Regions from separate parts of the Mus musculus genome. Here region 2 is linked to region 1. The links are chromatin contacts, called in public Hi-C maps. All regions are on one chromosome and are shown on one strand. The core of a region is the stretch at or near the end of the contact, and the rest is flanking DNA. Distances in the headings are between cores, read along the strand shown.

Evidence for each region. A called contact is a pair of places that touch in the nucleus more often than the background predicts.
Region 2: a Hi-C map of muscle stem cells shows a contact between it and region 1, with 2.2 times the contacts expected there. The contact joins two enhancer-like sites. A contact is called at or near these places in 6 of 484 Hi-C or Micro-C datasets (cerebral cortex, cortical neurons, epidermal suprabasal cells and 1 more) and 3 of 115 datasets of contacts at active chromatin or transcription factors (embryonic fibroblasts, fibro-adipogenic progenitors and heart atrium).

What each region holds. Positions count from the first base shown.
Region 1 is chr7:72,587,956-72,591,312 of GRCm38.p6, reverse strand. No RefSeq gene overlaps it. Among named protein-coding and RNA genes, the nearest start is that of Gm36865, 240 kb to the left of the region's middle. Within about 2 kb of position 1,707, at least 49 of the 459 cell types and tissues checked have an H3K27ac peak or open chromatin away from gene starts, as enhancers often do. A contact at or near this core is called in muscle stem cells, where this site is marked.
Region 2 is chr7:73,030,994-73,034,350 of GRCm38.p6, reverse strand. No RefSeq gene overlaps it. Among named protein-coding and RNA genes, the nearest start is that of Gm6567, 69 kb to the left of the region's middle. Within about 2 kb of position 1,775, at least 39 of the 459 cell types and tissues checked have an H3K27ac peak or open chromatin away from gene starts, as enhancers often do. A contact at or near this core is called in muscle stem cells, where this site is marked.

The DNA.
Region 1 (3,357 bases), core at 458-2,957:
AAGGAAAACAAGATGATGGAGATGAGAAAAAGGAGAGAATTTCCTGGCTGATACCTGCCTTGGGAGAGAAGTTTTAATGAGGTGGTTGCAATGTTTCTTGTAGTGTCCATCTCTGTACATGCCCGAGACACCTACAATAAAGACTTGTGTTATTTTTCTCAAAGTGTTCTTACATTGGATTCATTTATTTTGAATGCTGAGTTCTCAATCTGACCGTGTGTTTAGACAGGACTATTGGGATAGTATTCCAGAACATTTCAGCTAGGATTGGGAGCTAAGACACATTAGTCCATAGCTGCCTTTCTAGACTGGAGCAAGAGGAATTCATATCATCCATGACTGCCAGGCTGCTGTGAGCAAGCTCAATGAGTCAAATGAGTCATCTGCCCACTTACTTTCTACTCAGAGTAACAGGCGAAGTGTGACAGAAACTGAGATGTTAAATTTATAGTTTTAGAAACCAGGCATCCAAGGGACTGGATGTCTCAGCTGAGCTAAAGGTCCCGTGAATGAAAAAAGTTGGCAACCATAATCAATATTTTCTTTCTAATGAGAAGACTTTTGCTTTCTTTCCTGTCAAGATGTCCTCTTCTTGGAAAAAAAAAAGATAATTCCTAGTGACAGATTACACTTCTGAGTGTGAAGTGCCTCAGGCAAAGGGCACAGTTCCCTAAACGGATACATCAGATATGAAAGAGGCACAGGCAAGAGGCTGGGATGAAAAGGGGATGGTGGTGCTATCTTGGGATGAGTCACCACTGTCACACTGCAGGGGAGGAGAGGGTCCTTTATCTGAGGACCAGGAAGTATGACTGATACATATTCATCTGCATCCCTGAAAGAATGCTCACCACCCAAATCTTCTCAAAAATAGATCCTGACATTTAGGGCTTATGTCCTGTGAGATTTCTAGTTTGGATCAAACCAAACAGAGAGAAAGTTAATTACTGAGTTCTGAGGGTAGAAGAGGCTCCAGGGCAGCTGAGTGTTAATGGCTTTATTTATACACAATGGATGTACAAGGAACAACACATATTGAATGTACTCTGAGTTTGGATGTATTATTGAACATAGAAGACACTTCTCAAGGTTTTCTTGTGCCCTTTGTATTTCGTGTGCTTTGGATCTGCATGTGCTAAGAACCCTTAACAGGGCATCTACCTATTTAACAAAGGGTATGACTGTTGTTATTGTATATATACAGTCCACTTAGAGAACTATGTATACCACATTGTGATTATATAGTGAGCATTTTATTATTATTACTATAATTACATAATTATTATTATATTAATTATTATACAGGTAAATAAACTCAGGGGAAATTAAAAGATTAAAAAAGTGTTAAAAGATATTACACAATTATAATTTTAAAAATCTGCATTAAAGTGGACATACATAAAATAATGAAATGAGCTCTTAATATGACATGTATAAATAATAAACTACATTTCTTCATTGGATTAAAGTAACTTTTACAGTAGTCATTTCAGGAGATAGTTTATAAGATGTTTTTCATAAATGTTACTTTGGATTTTTATTCCATGCCTGCAGTACCTCTACATTCAGCCCAAACCATCTACACGATATAAAATGGCTTCCCATGTGAAGAGAAATGCATTTTGACTTGACTCACCTCAAGTCCAGCTGTGATGCTTCTGCCGTCTAGGACCCTTGCCATATTTGGGCATGATGAACTGCTAAGTCTGGCCTCAGACATGCCCAGCCAAAACTGCTGGACTTGGCCAGCGTAGGGCCTGGGAGTGGGCTTTGGTGCTGAGAATGCAGTGGCTGGTGATGTTGGGCAATCATGGAGTCATAGCAGCAGAGAAATCAGAATCCATATCCAAGCTCAACTCCTTGATTAGCTTCTATTTAAATAAAAATTTACTGAGTTTTTCAGCTGTCTTGGCAACATCAGATTCCAGCCTGGAGAGGAAGTATGTGAGTCAGAGGTGGGAAGAGGCAGCTGGCCTGGTACTGTTCCAATCGTCCTCCTCCTCTGAGGACCATGTCTCCTGGAGCTTTGTGCTGCATTTACAAATAGCCTGCAGGGAGCCTGAGCATTGTGTAGTTATACTCCATCAAAGCTGTCCTGGAGGCCATTTCTGAGTGTGTTTCAATGCATGATAGCCATCAGCATTAGCCCTGTCCTCTTGAGCATCATAAATGAGTGATCCTCAAGAAACCATCCCACGGAATGGAACAAAACAGGGCATTGAGAAACGAAAAGAAGGATGTGTCTCTACATGGATTCTAAGTCTGTGCCCCCTGCAGATAATCTCATAAGACCATTTAGACAAACAGGGAACGTTTGCTCCCATGCACCACTTTTAAAAGAAGCAACAGTTAAACCTAGGTCTGAATGACCATCCTGCTTCACAATCCAAAAGTGCCTTCATGTTCTCCCAGCTTCTTCATCTCCTTCCTTTTATGCTCTTTCCCTGTATTTTAGTGGCATAGAAGTAGTTAGAGGCATGAATCTGAGGTATAGACTCAGTTACTCAGTCTCTCTCCTCTACAGAGAAAAAAAATATGATGAATAATATATATTATATATTAGATATAATTTACATAATGTTGTATTGTTTATTATATATTATTTTATTTTGTTATATATTATATTATAATTATTATAATTATCCTTTAATTATAATTATCATGTATGATTATATGTGTATATATGCATGTATATGAAATGTTTATAATATAATATACAATAATACATATTATTATTTGTTATATAATATGATATAACATATTGTAATGGTAATGTATAATAACATATATATGATATATTAGTTCTTCCTTTATAATCAAAAAGTGTTTGTTTTAGAGGGTAGAATGAGCAGGGCTTAAACTTTTTTTTCTTTTCTTTTCTTGTTGCTGATTCCTGGAAAACAGGATGGAAAATATAATCATTTTGGTGGTGTGTCTGAGAAAGACCTTGAAAGAAAGCTCTCCAGATGGCAGTTCTCCATCATAAGATACAAAATGAGATGCCAAGGATGACCAATGGGTAGGTTGAAGAAGGCTCTGTCTCTGTAATAACAAAGATATCTTAGAGAAAGCAATCCAGAGTCTTACTCAGCCAGGCTCTACCTTAAGACTTGGAGTTGCCTGTTGGAAATCTTTACGTGTTGTAGTAGAGCTGAGAAGTGTGACTGGGGAAACCATGGTGTTGGGTAAACATGAACACACTACAGGCTGCTTTGTTGGGGCAGAATGCAAACTCAGTTTTGTCCTGTGTGAGCGATCTCTGAACTTCTCAGCCCCTTCTACTGTGTGAGAATACAGAGTCTTCAGGAGGCTTAATTAAGTACAAGGGCTGAACGCACATTGCTTAGACTGGATTTC
Region 2 (3,357 bases), core at 526-3,025, 440 kb before region 1:
ATTTTCTTTGTCCTGCCAGCTACAACTCCTACTTGATAGACCAATAAAATTGCTAATATCCCCTTAAAAATTAAATCCCTTACCCCTGCGCACCCCTGGAAAATTTTATAGCATTTTGATGATATAAAAATTATCATGGTGGCCTCATTTAATTGAAATTACCGAAAGCACCTACATGGTGAGTTTTAAGGTCAAAGGCTGGATTCTAAATATTTTGGTGTTCTCAGAATCTAGGAAAATACTTAGTATAGATCAAATGATTAAATACTCATTGGATCCGCAACTCGGAGAGAAATGGAAGTGGGATGACTATCACACGTTGCTTTATTTTTGGAAAAATGTGAGATGGCTTATGAACAGTTCAAAATCAGTAGATATTTGTAGTCGATCCAAGGATGCTCTCCCAGATGGCTGCCTGCCTGGTTCAATACCTCACATATACTAGAGACTCAGTAAAGTTTTGTTTGAATCATAGACATGCTTGAACAAAGGCTCTCATTGTCTCTGCCAAAGGTGTGGGTGGATCTTGAACTCACTTAGCTATGGTAGGCATCTTCGCTGACATACCTTGCCCCACACATTCCTTTTCTTTGTCCCTTCTAATCTTAAGAACTAGGGATGCTCTTCCATACCTCTATATTATAAAGTTATGGTTCAGGGAAGCCTGAAATCGTTGTCAAACATGGGACCACACAACGACTTACTGGCTATTTTTAAGCTTGACCTATCTTCCTTGGGTTTCTGGCATCAAAGATCATTAAAAATAGATAGCATTTTAGAACATTTAAAACACCTGATTATACTGAACCATCACCACTGGTTTTATTTTCTCTTCCTGTGGTTCTCTGAGGTTGAGCAGAGAAACCTCAAGGTCACTTTCAATATCAAGCTGTCTTTCAGCCCAGGGCCCACGCTCCCTATTTGTAGGTTATTTGATTCTTTTACTCCCGTAGAGAGCAAGCCTCCTGCCATTTCCTTGACAAAGATGGCTTGTAAACTTGTACCTTATACTCAAGATAGAGGAGAGTAATAGAACCTCAAGTGGGGTAGACTATTCTGCAAGACAGTTGACCCACTAATGAAGCAGTTTGTGACTGAAGCCTCTTTACACTGCTATTTCACTATTAAGTGATCACGGGGGTGGGGGGGGTGGGGGGCAGGGCAGGAGCCTGTCCTCAGACCCTAATATTGTCTGCCTCTCCTAATGCGCCTGGGAGCAGAATGAACATCCTTGCTCATCCCAGCATCGATGCGCTCAAACCCTGCACCTTATTTCCTATTGCCTCGCCCTCTTTGATTTCTGGCTGCTCACATTGCCGTCAACAGTGGCTATCCTTTCTAGACAGGAAGTCTTTGAGGCAGACGTTTGTCTTTTTCTCTTCTCCGCCCCAAGGCTCACTATAACGTGCAGTACATGTCTGTTGAATAAATACAGCCTTTCTCAAAAGGATAACAGATTCCCCGAATGCTAGCAGTGCCAATCATCGGAGCACGTTGCTTTTTTTTATTCTGCCTAAGTTCTGCGCACACTAGCTACAGCTTGGCTTTCCATTTTCTCCTGGTTGGAGTACTCTAAGTATGCTTGTCACAATAATGAAAATGTTGTCTGGCTGGGTCATTGATCAAATCTCAAGGAGTGAAGAAACAAGTCTCCGAAGGCCTGACTCTGCTTTTAAAGGCACCAGGCCCGAGGAAGCTGCTGGTGTGATGTCCTTTGGGACAGGCTGGCGAGTGCCTGACAAGCTGCTGGAGCAGGCACTTTCAGTTTTCCTCTGCAACAGTGTCTGAAATCGATACTCCATCACAGCGTGTGTGGGGGTGGCAAGCAGGCTCTCTCTCTGCTGTCTCTGACATTTCAGGAGCCTTGATGCTGTTTGGAGGCTGTTCCGCCTCAGTTCTGCAGTGGGTAGGGTGCGGGGAGGTGCGTGTGTGCGCGCGCGCGTGTGCGCGCGCGTTCTATGTCTTCTCTTCCAAAATCTTGCAGTTGTTTTTGATCTCCACAAACCAGAGGGAAGAAGACTCAAAGCCCATGACCTGTGAGTCTTGCTGGCCTGCTTTAGTTCAGCAAAAACGATATAGAGGGCTTCTGTCACAAAATGAGTGGCTCATTTTGTCCCTGAGTGAGAGAATCCAGACAATGCGAGGCTCTTCTTGCGCGACCCCAGAGCGAACCCACACAAGATGCAGCTGGGTGGCCCCCGCAAACTGGCAAGGGCTACAGTGAGCCATGAGTAAACATTTCTTTTGCAAAATGTACAAACTATTCAGAGTAGAGCTTGGGAGAGCACCACTCCTCCTGAGGGAGAATGTTTTTCATCAATGCAACCCATGAGTCATTTATTGAAATTGACATAGGTGTGTCTCCATCTGAGGACACCTCTCTCTTTCGGCTTGCTCTCAGTTTCCTTTGCTGGGTACTCCTTTTCTCTACGATCTTTTTTCTGTCAGAACCCTTATTTGTCTCTGCTACTCTAAGCTCCTCTCTCTCTCTCTCTCCCTCTCTCTCCCTCTCTCTCTCTCTCTCTCTCTCTCTCTCTCTCTCTCTCTCTCTCTCTCTCATTATGATAACCAGGCATCTGAGCTCGACTTTGTTTTTTAATCTCTACTTTCAGTGAAATCTCTTTGCTTTCCTTCAGAACGCTCCTACGGACTCCCTAGGTCCATCTTTAATGTCTCTGATGATGCACATGGCTACCCACAGGATTTCCAAGCGTGCTCAGGCATATCTCTGCTTCAGTCCACCTGCCAGGTCCACAGTCTGCCTCCCCTTCTCATATATTTCTTTTCTAGTGAAGGACGTGCTGTGTGTTCCTTCTTGGACATGGATGACAAACTTCTAACCTAGTGCTCTGCTCAAGAGCTGTTTCATCTCTATGACCCCCTTCCAATCTCTTATAATGCTAATAATTAATCTAACCATGACTTATTTTGGAATTTACAGTTCTTGATGTGGCACTTGGCAATCGACTAGCGGCTATTTAATAATAGTCCGGGTTGAGCCTTAACAACTTGAGATACTTGCCTCTTTCGTTTGACCATCTATAAGTGTTACTGGTATATTGGTATTTATTGTTTTTTTTTTCCTACCGTGTTCAGATTGACTGTAGAGCTCTGATAGACTCTATTGGATGCTTGTACTAAAGTCCATGAGGCCTCAATCCTATACAAAGAACTAGAGGCAACTAAAGGATGGTAAAAGCAGGAGAAATAGCCTTCCCCATGGAAGAGTACACAAATTGGTTATCCAGTACCAAAGAGTTAGCACTGGAAACACACATAGAGGTAGTGCACAGATGGAGCAGGTTGTGTTTGTGTATTTAAGAAAGTGTGTGTGTGTGTGTTTATCAACAATTAATG